Regions from separate parts of the Gossypium hirsutum genome. Here region 1 is linked to region 2. A link is a contact called in public Hi-C data. All regions are on one chromosome and are shown on one strand. Each heading gives the region's core, a stretch centred on a gene start, on an enhancer-like site or on the middle of the called end of the contact. The rest is flanking DNA. Distances are from core to core; before and after follow the strand shown.

What was found. Hi-C and Micro-C count contacts between places; a contact is called where the count stands out from the background.
Region 1: a Hi-C map of leaf shows a contact between it and region 2, with 4 times the contacts expected there. The contact joins the enhancer-like site here to the promoter of LOC107899048 in region 2. A contact is called at or near these places in 5 of 34 Hi-C or Micro-C datasets (hypocotyl, leaf and seedling).

Annotation. Positions count from the first base shown.
Region 1 is chrD04:47,875,457-47,879,301 of Gossypium_hirsutum_v2.1, reverse strand. No RefSeq gene overlaps it. Among protein-coding and RNA genes, the nearest start is that of LOC121216558, 4.7 kb to the left of the region's middle. Within about 2 kb of position 1,766, at least 2 of the 9 cell types and tissues checked have an H3K27ac peak or open chromatin away from gene starts, as enhancers often do. A contact at or near this core is called in leaf, where this site is marked.
Region 2 is chrD04:47,760,755-47,764,632 of Gossypium_hirsutum_v2.1, reverse strand. It overlaps LOC107899048 (glycerol-3-phosphate 2-O-acyltransferase 6), which reads left to right and starts at 2,409. Exons shown (of 2, transcript XM_041090733.1): 1 at 2,409-3,231; 2 at 3,776-3,878. The coding sequence starts at 2,614.

The sequences.
Region 1 (3,845 bases), core at 517-3,016, 120 kb before region 2:
TAAAAATATAAAAAAAATTTACATACTTAAGTAGTTTAGGGTTTAAAATGGTTTTAGAGAGACTATTTTGAAAAAAAATGATTTTTTATGCCTTATTTTTCCAAACATTTGACTCCAAATATGTGGGGCTTTTTTATTATTATTTAAACTAGGTGTTTGGTTCGGGATTATCGGGTATGTATGGTCGTTGGTGATAAGGGGACTGAGAATCTCTAATGCATTCTTTCCTCCCTTGTCACCGACATGATCATACTCAAATCGTCATTTCATTTCTTAATTTCCCTTGGTCGTCATCAAATCGCCATTTCAATCACAGATTTAGTCTTCCTAAGGCCTCGATAAGCTAACACCAACTGGGTTGTCTCCCATAGAGTGTCTCAAATTCACACGAAATCGTCATTTTGGTTGGCGATTTGGTGATTAGTTGACCGACATCAAATTAGTTTGATCAATAATAATTTTGGTGCGTTATTTTAATAAATAATTATTTTTCTATATTACTTTTTTCAAAAACCTTAAGCTTATGTGGGTTTTAGAGTTTCCAACTAAAGGCCTATTTAGTAGTACTTTAAAAAAGTACTTCTGGCTCTAAAAATATTTTTGAAAGAAAAGTTGTGCTAAACAAACTGCTTTTGGCTGAAATTTTTAGTTTTTCAAAAATGCTTCTGAAAAGCACTTCTAAAAAGAAGAAGCTAAAATTTTTAGCTTTTCCTCTCCTAAAAACACTTTTGGTATTTAATTATTTTTTCACCCCTCTAATAACATAGTACTTTCCTTTTTTTTTCTTGATGCTTAATTACAAATGTTTTAAAATCATTAATTAAAAACAAAAAAAATATTTTTTAAAATACTAATTATAAATATTTAATGGTTATATTTAAATATTTAAAATATAGTTTATATATTCTAATTAAATTTGATAAATAATTAATATTTATTGCTTAAAAATATTTAAAATTTATATTTCATATATTAAAATATTAACAAGTTATAATAAATTTTTTATATTCTTACTAAAATATAATAATATTAACTAATTTAAATGCATATTTGTTACTTGATAATAACATGTCTAAAATAGATATTTTATTTCTCAGAAGCACTTTTTGACAATAATGCTAAATACTCAAATATTAAAACAAACTTTTAAAAAGTACTTTTTCACAACATTTTTCAAAAGCGTTGCTAAACTAATCCTGAGGATGATGAAGTAGACAATAGATGTTAGAATGTTATTCTTGATATTGTCAACATGGGCATGGGGAAAGATCAAAATTAATGAGCATTGAATAATCGGGCTAGGAAAGGTTAAAGTATTTTGGAGGTGCCTATATTATAGGGATTGTATTAAATTAGTTCCTCTATTATTAAATGGATCAATTTAGTCTCTATTATGTTAAAAAAAAAAGTCCAAATTATCTTGAATTATTTTTTTTCAAGTACAGTTCAATTTTATACAAAAGATTTCATTTATAGAATCATAAAAGCTTTAAAAGTATTAATTTTGTTAAACTAAATATTATTATTTTTAAACAACAAATGTTAACATTATTCTAATTTACCCTTATTTAATTCTTTTTAATTGTATAATAATTAAATTAACTCATTTAATAAAGAAAACTAATTTCATCATGTCCCTCTAATAAATCACTTCTCAAATACAATGATGCAAGGGGATTGAGTGATAGGTTGGTAGGTTTTGGGCCGAATATGAAATAGATTCGTATGCCCAAAAAGGTAAGAATTAGATAGTGGGCATATATTTCATGTGGTGGAATAAAAGTTTGATGGATGGAGAGATTTATGAGAGAATGAGCACAAGGTGGATGGATAAGGTTGAATCAATCTCTTAATCATGGCAGTTATTTCACATGAACCACTTCAACATCCTTTTATTTTATCAATTTGGATTACTGAGAGCACCTCTCTTCAATCGGAATGGGATTTTCCTTTTCTTAGTTACTGATTGTAATTTCATAAATAATTTCAATTTTCAGGAATTTGAGCTTGAAGACCGGGAATCTGGATTTCTTTTTCCATTTTTGTGTTTAGAATTCATTTGATGCGTAAAGAAGATCAATGGCGTATTTATGGGTCTGGCAGGGCCCGAATCTCTTAAAATGAAAAATTATCTATTTAAGCTCTTTAAAAATTTTAAAATTGTAAATTAGTAAATATAAAATTACACTTTAACCCCCTTAAAAATAATAAAATTTTAGTTTAATTCTTTAAAAATTATAAAGATATAAACTATTAAAAATTAAAATTTAATTTTTAACTCTAAAGGTGTTGTAGAACATGATACGAATATGAAATTAGTTCTTTTGTTGTATTATTTTTATTTTAATTACGATTTCACCCTTAAATTAGAGATCACTAAAAATATACGAATATGTGATGTCAATCTGTTTTCTGCAATGGATGGTTTCTGGGCTCCAAGTAGGTTCTTAAATTTAATGTTTTTCACGATAAAAATAATATGGAAGTTTTGTACTAAAAGTTAGATTACATTTTATCTTTTTATTAAAAAATAGATAAATTAATTCTTGTTTCTTAAAACAAAGAGCAAATTAATCATTTTTGTTAAAAATTTCATTCATTTGTATTATTAAAAACTAACATGGCTAATGGAATAACCAAACAGACATGTGACATGCCACATGTACCTCATGTTGATGTACATGGACTAGTTTTTAATAGTAGAAATAGATAGAATTTTTAATAGAAAGACCAGTTTGGTATTTGATTTAACATACATGGACTAATTTGCATATTTTTTTAATAGAGGGGATAAAATTCAATTCAACTTTTCATATAGAGGCCTCCATGATACTTTTACCATATATTTGCTCATGTTATTTAAAATTTAGTGTTTAATAATGTTTATGATTTTATAATTATTTAATCTTAATATTTTTAATAACTTTTATATTTTTAATATTTTTTGGCTGGTCAAATTCAATGGAACACCATTAAATATTTTTGACCAAAATGTATACTAGAAGAATAGTTGATGTAAAAAAAAATGGTTGAGGTGATTATGACAAATCTTTGGACGTTGTAGATTTGCATTTGGGATGGTTCTGACATGCAAAGATTGTCAACATTTGATATTAAAAAGCTTTTAGCTTCTTCAAGTTTGAATATTCATGTAATTTTCAGTATGCCGTAAAAATCATGAAATTTTGGATGTGAAAAGCACCATTATGTCAACATAATGCGAGTAACTTGTAAAAATCATGGAATTTTCATCGGCCACTCTGATGGTGAATGAAAAATGTGCCACAACCCTTCATTGATGATTGAATGCAACACAAATAGCCCTTAAAGCTTTATATATCAAAACAATCATTTGGGGTAAGAGCCGTAGACAGCCTCTTCAAAGCAAGCCCCAAGGGATGCTTCATGATTTTATCATCATCCCTTGATTCAACACAAGCGTCCCTCGACCCTTCTAAGAGTACAATAGCGTCTCTCTGCAATACCAAACCACCCCATATTTATGTGTTACAACATATTTAAGTTTTAAAACATATTTAAGCATCCAATTATGGAAATATATATATATATATATATATATAAGGCTCAAAGAAAAATTACAAAAGAAACAACTTTAATAATAACAAGCACAACAAGCTTCAAGTTTTTAGGACCAATCCCCACATTCTTGTCAGTCCAAGCCCTCTTCAAATATTGGGTCAGTTTAAGAAAAAAGGTTTCAAGTTACAAAATTGGCCCAAACGATCAAGTTAAGGTCCATAACTGCAATTATCCCTTTTGCAAGAGAACCAATGTCTTCCTTCCTTTTATTATTATCTTTCTGACGAACCTGAAATACCAAGTAA
Region 2 (3,878 bases), core at 1,160-3,659:
TCAAATCCACAAATACCAATCATATTTTTATTTTTTAGTTTACTAGAAAAATAAAAATAAAATAAGGGGGTTTAAAACTGAAAGAAAGTAAAAAGAGATTGTAAAATAAAGGATAAGAAAATCTATGTAACAAAGCTCCAACTAAAAATAAGATCTCTGCTTAATTCAAGAGTTTGATCATTAATGCAAAGATGAATTTTAGTGTTTCTTGATAAATTGGTTATAATTGTCGATGATTGCCTAGCAACTGATCTCTTATTACCTTCTCGATAATTAAGACAATCGTCATTATTACTTTCCTTGTTAATAAACAATCTTATAATGCCCACTTAGGTTTTAATTTATCAATAGTAACGAAAGAGACCCAATTGTAACCAACAAGCACACAATCATGGTTTATTTAAGTTAGATCGCACGCCCACACAACATCGCATCCATATCTCCATTACATCCACCTCTAGTACTCATCACTGGTATTAGAATAGATTAAGCAATTATTGATTTAACAGTTCTAATAGATAAGACAAATCTTAAGCAATCCCAATATTCAACAAACTTCAATATTTGTAATTAAACCAGAAGACATACAAATATTAAAGAATAAAGAAAATATTATGAATAATTAGATCTCACTAATTTTGTAGAATCAGACTTTGAAATCCCTATGACGAGAAAATAAATTAAAAGTTTATGGAGAAAATAAAACACAGAGATAAAAATAATATTAAGGTGACTATGTCTATGTATTGGTTTTAACCTAATAATATCTATTTATAAGAAAAATAATAAAATAGAAATTCCAATTTGCTTCAAATTTGTCCAAAAGCAGGCTGTTTTTGGATATCTTCTTGATTTTTTTGAGCATGGGTTGTGAAATAACTTCAGTTAGAGATTCCAATTTGCTTCAAATTGGTATATTTAGGCCCAAAATGGAGTTTTATAGTTTAAGTTATGATCAAAATATTGTAGTAGTTGTGTTGAAAGTTTAATCCGTAAAAACTTATCAAAATAAATTTTAAGTTCACTTTTCTCCAATTATTCACCTAAATCAATAATAAAATAAAATATAAATTTAAATACTATAATTAATAGCTTAAATAGCATAAATGAAGGAAAAAAGTATTACAAATAATTAAGAACTTACGCACTTATCAACACATCTCATAGTCAACAAATTTTGATAAAAATTATTACCATTATTAGCAAATGATCTAAAATTTTTATATAAAAATATAAAAAGAATTAAATTTTTAATTTTTAATTGCAAGTTCACTTGACAAGGAAGGACAAGTATGTTATACTTTATTATTTTTATGCATGTTTTAGTATATAAATTAGCAATAAATTAATTTAATTAGTAATATTTAGTCATTCTCGTGCCTTAATTTTATTAAAAAAAATAATTTATTTTAAAAAAATCTTATTTTTTACTAGAATTTTTACTTATTTTTTCAAAATTTAAATTTAAATTTGTAATAAGCAAACTAGGCATAAATATTTACAAAAATACAAAAAGTGACATTCTAATAAATATAACGGGAGGGGTGGGATAAAACCGTTCAAGATGATGATGATGATGATGATGATGATGATGATGATGATGATGATGATAGCCTATAAGATTGAGGCAGAAGCCAATAATTTTGGATATTTTGCCATCCTACTACAAAAGGTGCGGAAAGTGAAGCCAAAATATAAAGCCCTTGAGCTACCTCCAGCTGGTTCAACTGCATTACCCTCATCCCACCCGTTTTGAATTCAATGTTTCACTCAAAATTAGCTATATATTAGTATTCTTTTTCCTTTATCCTTACAGGCCTGATTCCTATTTTTTGGTCACTTTCACTAGACAAAACTCTCATGCTAAATCAACAAATAATGTATCATTGAATTAAATATTATATGACCCAAAAATTCGACGACAGACGGCTATCTTTCTAACCTAATTTCGGTAGAATTTATGCCTGGTTTAAGCAATTGGGAATTTTTTTTTATAGACTTGTCTGCGCAAGTAAAACAAGTAATTTACAACAAATTTGGCTGCTTCTTGTAGAAGTTATAGTAAAATACTAATAACCAAAAAATTTGTAACAGGATGTCATTTTATTTTTGAGGTCGGTTTAATAGAAAGTAAATTTATAGATCATCTATTAAATAAAATTGTTGATGAAACTTAAATTTTGATATTTACCGAATTTATCGAGACTTTTTACTCTTGAGAAAAAAAAAAAAAAGAAGGTGTTTTAATAAGCGGCGTGGCCGGCGCCTGGAAACTAAAAAAGTAGGCTAATTGAATGAAATGATGGTGTTGGTGTCCACCTCCAACTACTCCGACCCCTCTTCACAACTGCCCAGGTTTATACGTAAAATACATGTATATATTTGTGTTGGTAAACGTTAATTAATACTCTATTTACTGATAACCTTTCTTTTATCAATGAGAAACTATTGGTTTTCCTTATGCTTTTCTTGGTCTCAACCACGGTTTTTTCATGCTACATAAAGCCAGCGAATCGCTTCAACAATATCATTGCCATTGTCTCTTACACTCCTTATTTCTAAAAGGGAAAAAACCATTAACCCTCTTCTTCCTGCTTTGCTCTTCCCATAGTCATGGGGGCTCACCCTTGTTTTCAACCTGTTTCGAAATGTAGCAGCGAGGGAAGATCAAATCAGACGGTGGCTGCTGATTTAGATGGAACCCTTCTTGTGTCACGTAGTGCTTTCCCTTACTACATGCTTATTGCCCTCGAAGCTGGCAGCCTGTTAAGAGCACTGCTTCTCTTACTATCCGTTCCAGTCGTGTATTCTACCTACTTGTTCATCTCTGAATCTTTTGCCATTAATACCTTCATTTTCATCTCCTTTGCCGGGTTAAAGATAAGAGACATTGAGCTGGTTTCCAGGTCTGTGTTGCCAAAGTTTTATGCAGACGATGTTCACCCCGAGACTTGGAGAGTTTTCAGCTCCTTTGGTAAAAGATACATTATTACCGCAAATCCTAGAATAATGGTGGAACCTTTTGCCAAGACATTTCTAGGAGCTGATAAGGTTATTGGAACGGAGCTGCAAGTGACAAAAACAGGCAGGGCAACTGGGTTTACCATTAAACCAGGAGTTCTTGTCGGAGAACACAAAAGGGCTGCCATCTCGAAGGAATTTGGCACTGAATTACCAGATTTAGGTCTGGGAGACAGAGAAATTGACCACTATTTCATGTCATTATGCAAGGTTCTTTATCACATAACAAACCCTTCCCTTTTCTTTACCGTCATAATTGAACGTTTCAAGCTGTTTCCTAAATTAGTATAGGTTCTTAAAACAGATTCCTCCAACATAATTATTAACTTTGTGTTTACAAAAAGGTTGGTGAGAGTATTTATGCTCCATAATTTTTGTTTGATATTTCTCCTGATGTCTTTCTCAGCCTTTAGATAGCTGCTGGCTTTTTATAGTTACAACTTAAATTTCTAATGGTCCACATGGTCCCCTACTAATCTCTTCAACTTCGTTATACCATGATTAATGACTCGTGAAACTGAGATTGTCAACTACAACATGCAATTTAATTTTCACATTTTCAGGCCATTTTTACTCCAACCCTATCCTTGTGATGTTCAATATGTAGTTGTAGCCATAGATATTGAAACTAATGACTCTAATCATCGATTTAACTCTGTTTTTGTTATAAAACAAACTACCCCATATACATGACGCTAGCTAGTTTTAATTATGCATGGTCTAGCTCTTAAGTTGATGTTTTGTGTGTGTGCAGGAAGGATACATGGTGCCAAGAACCAAATGCGAGCCATTACCAAAAACCAAGCTTCTAAGCTCTGTTATATTTCATGAAGGACGGCTGGTCCAAAGACCAACCC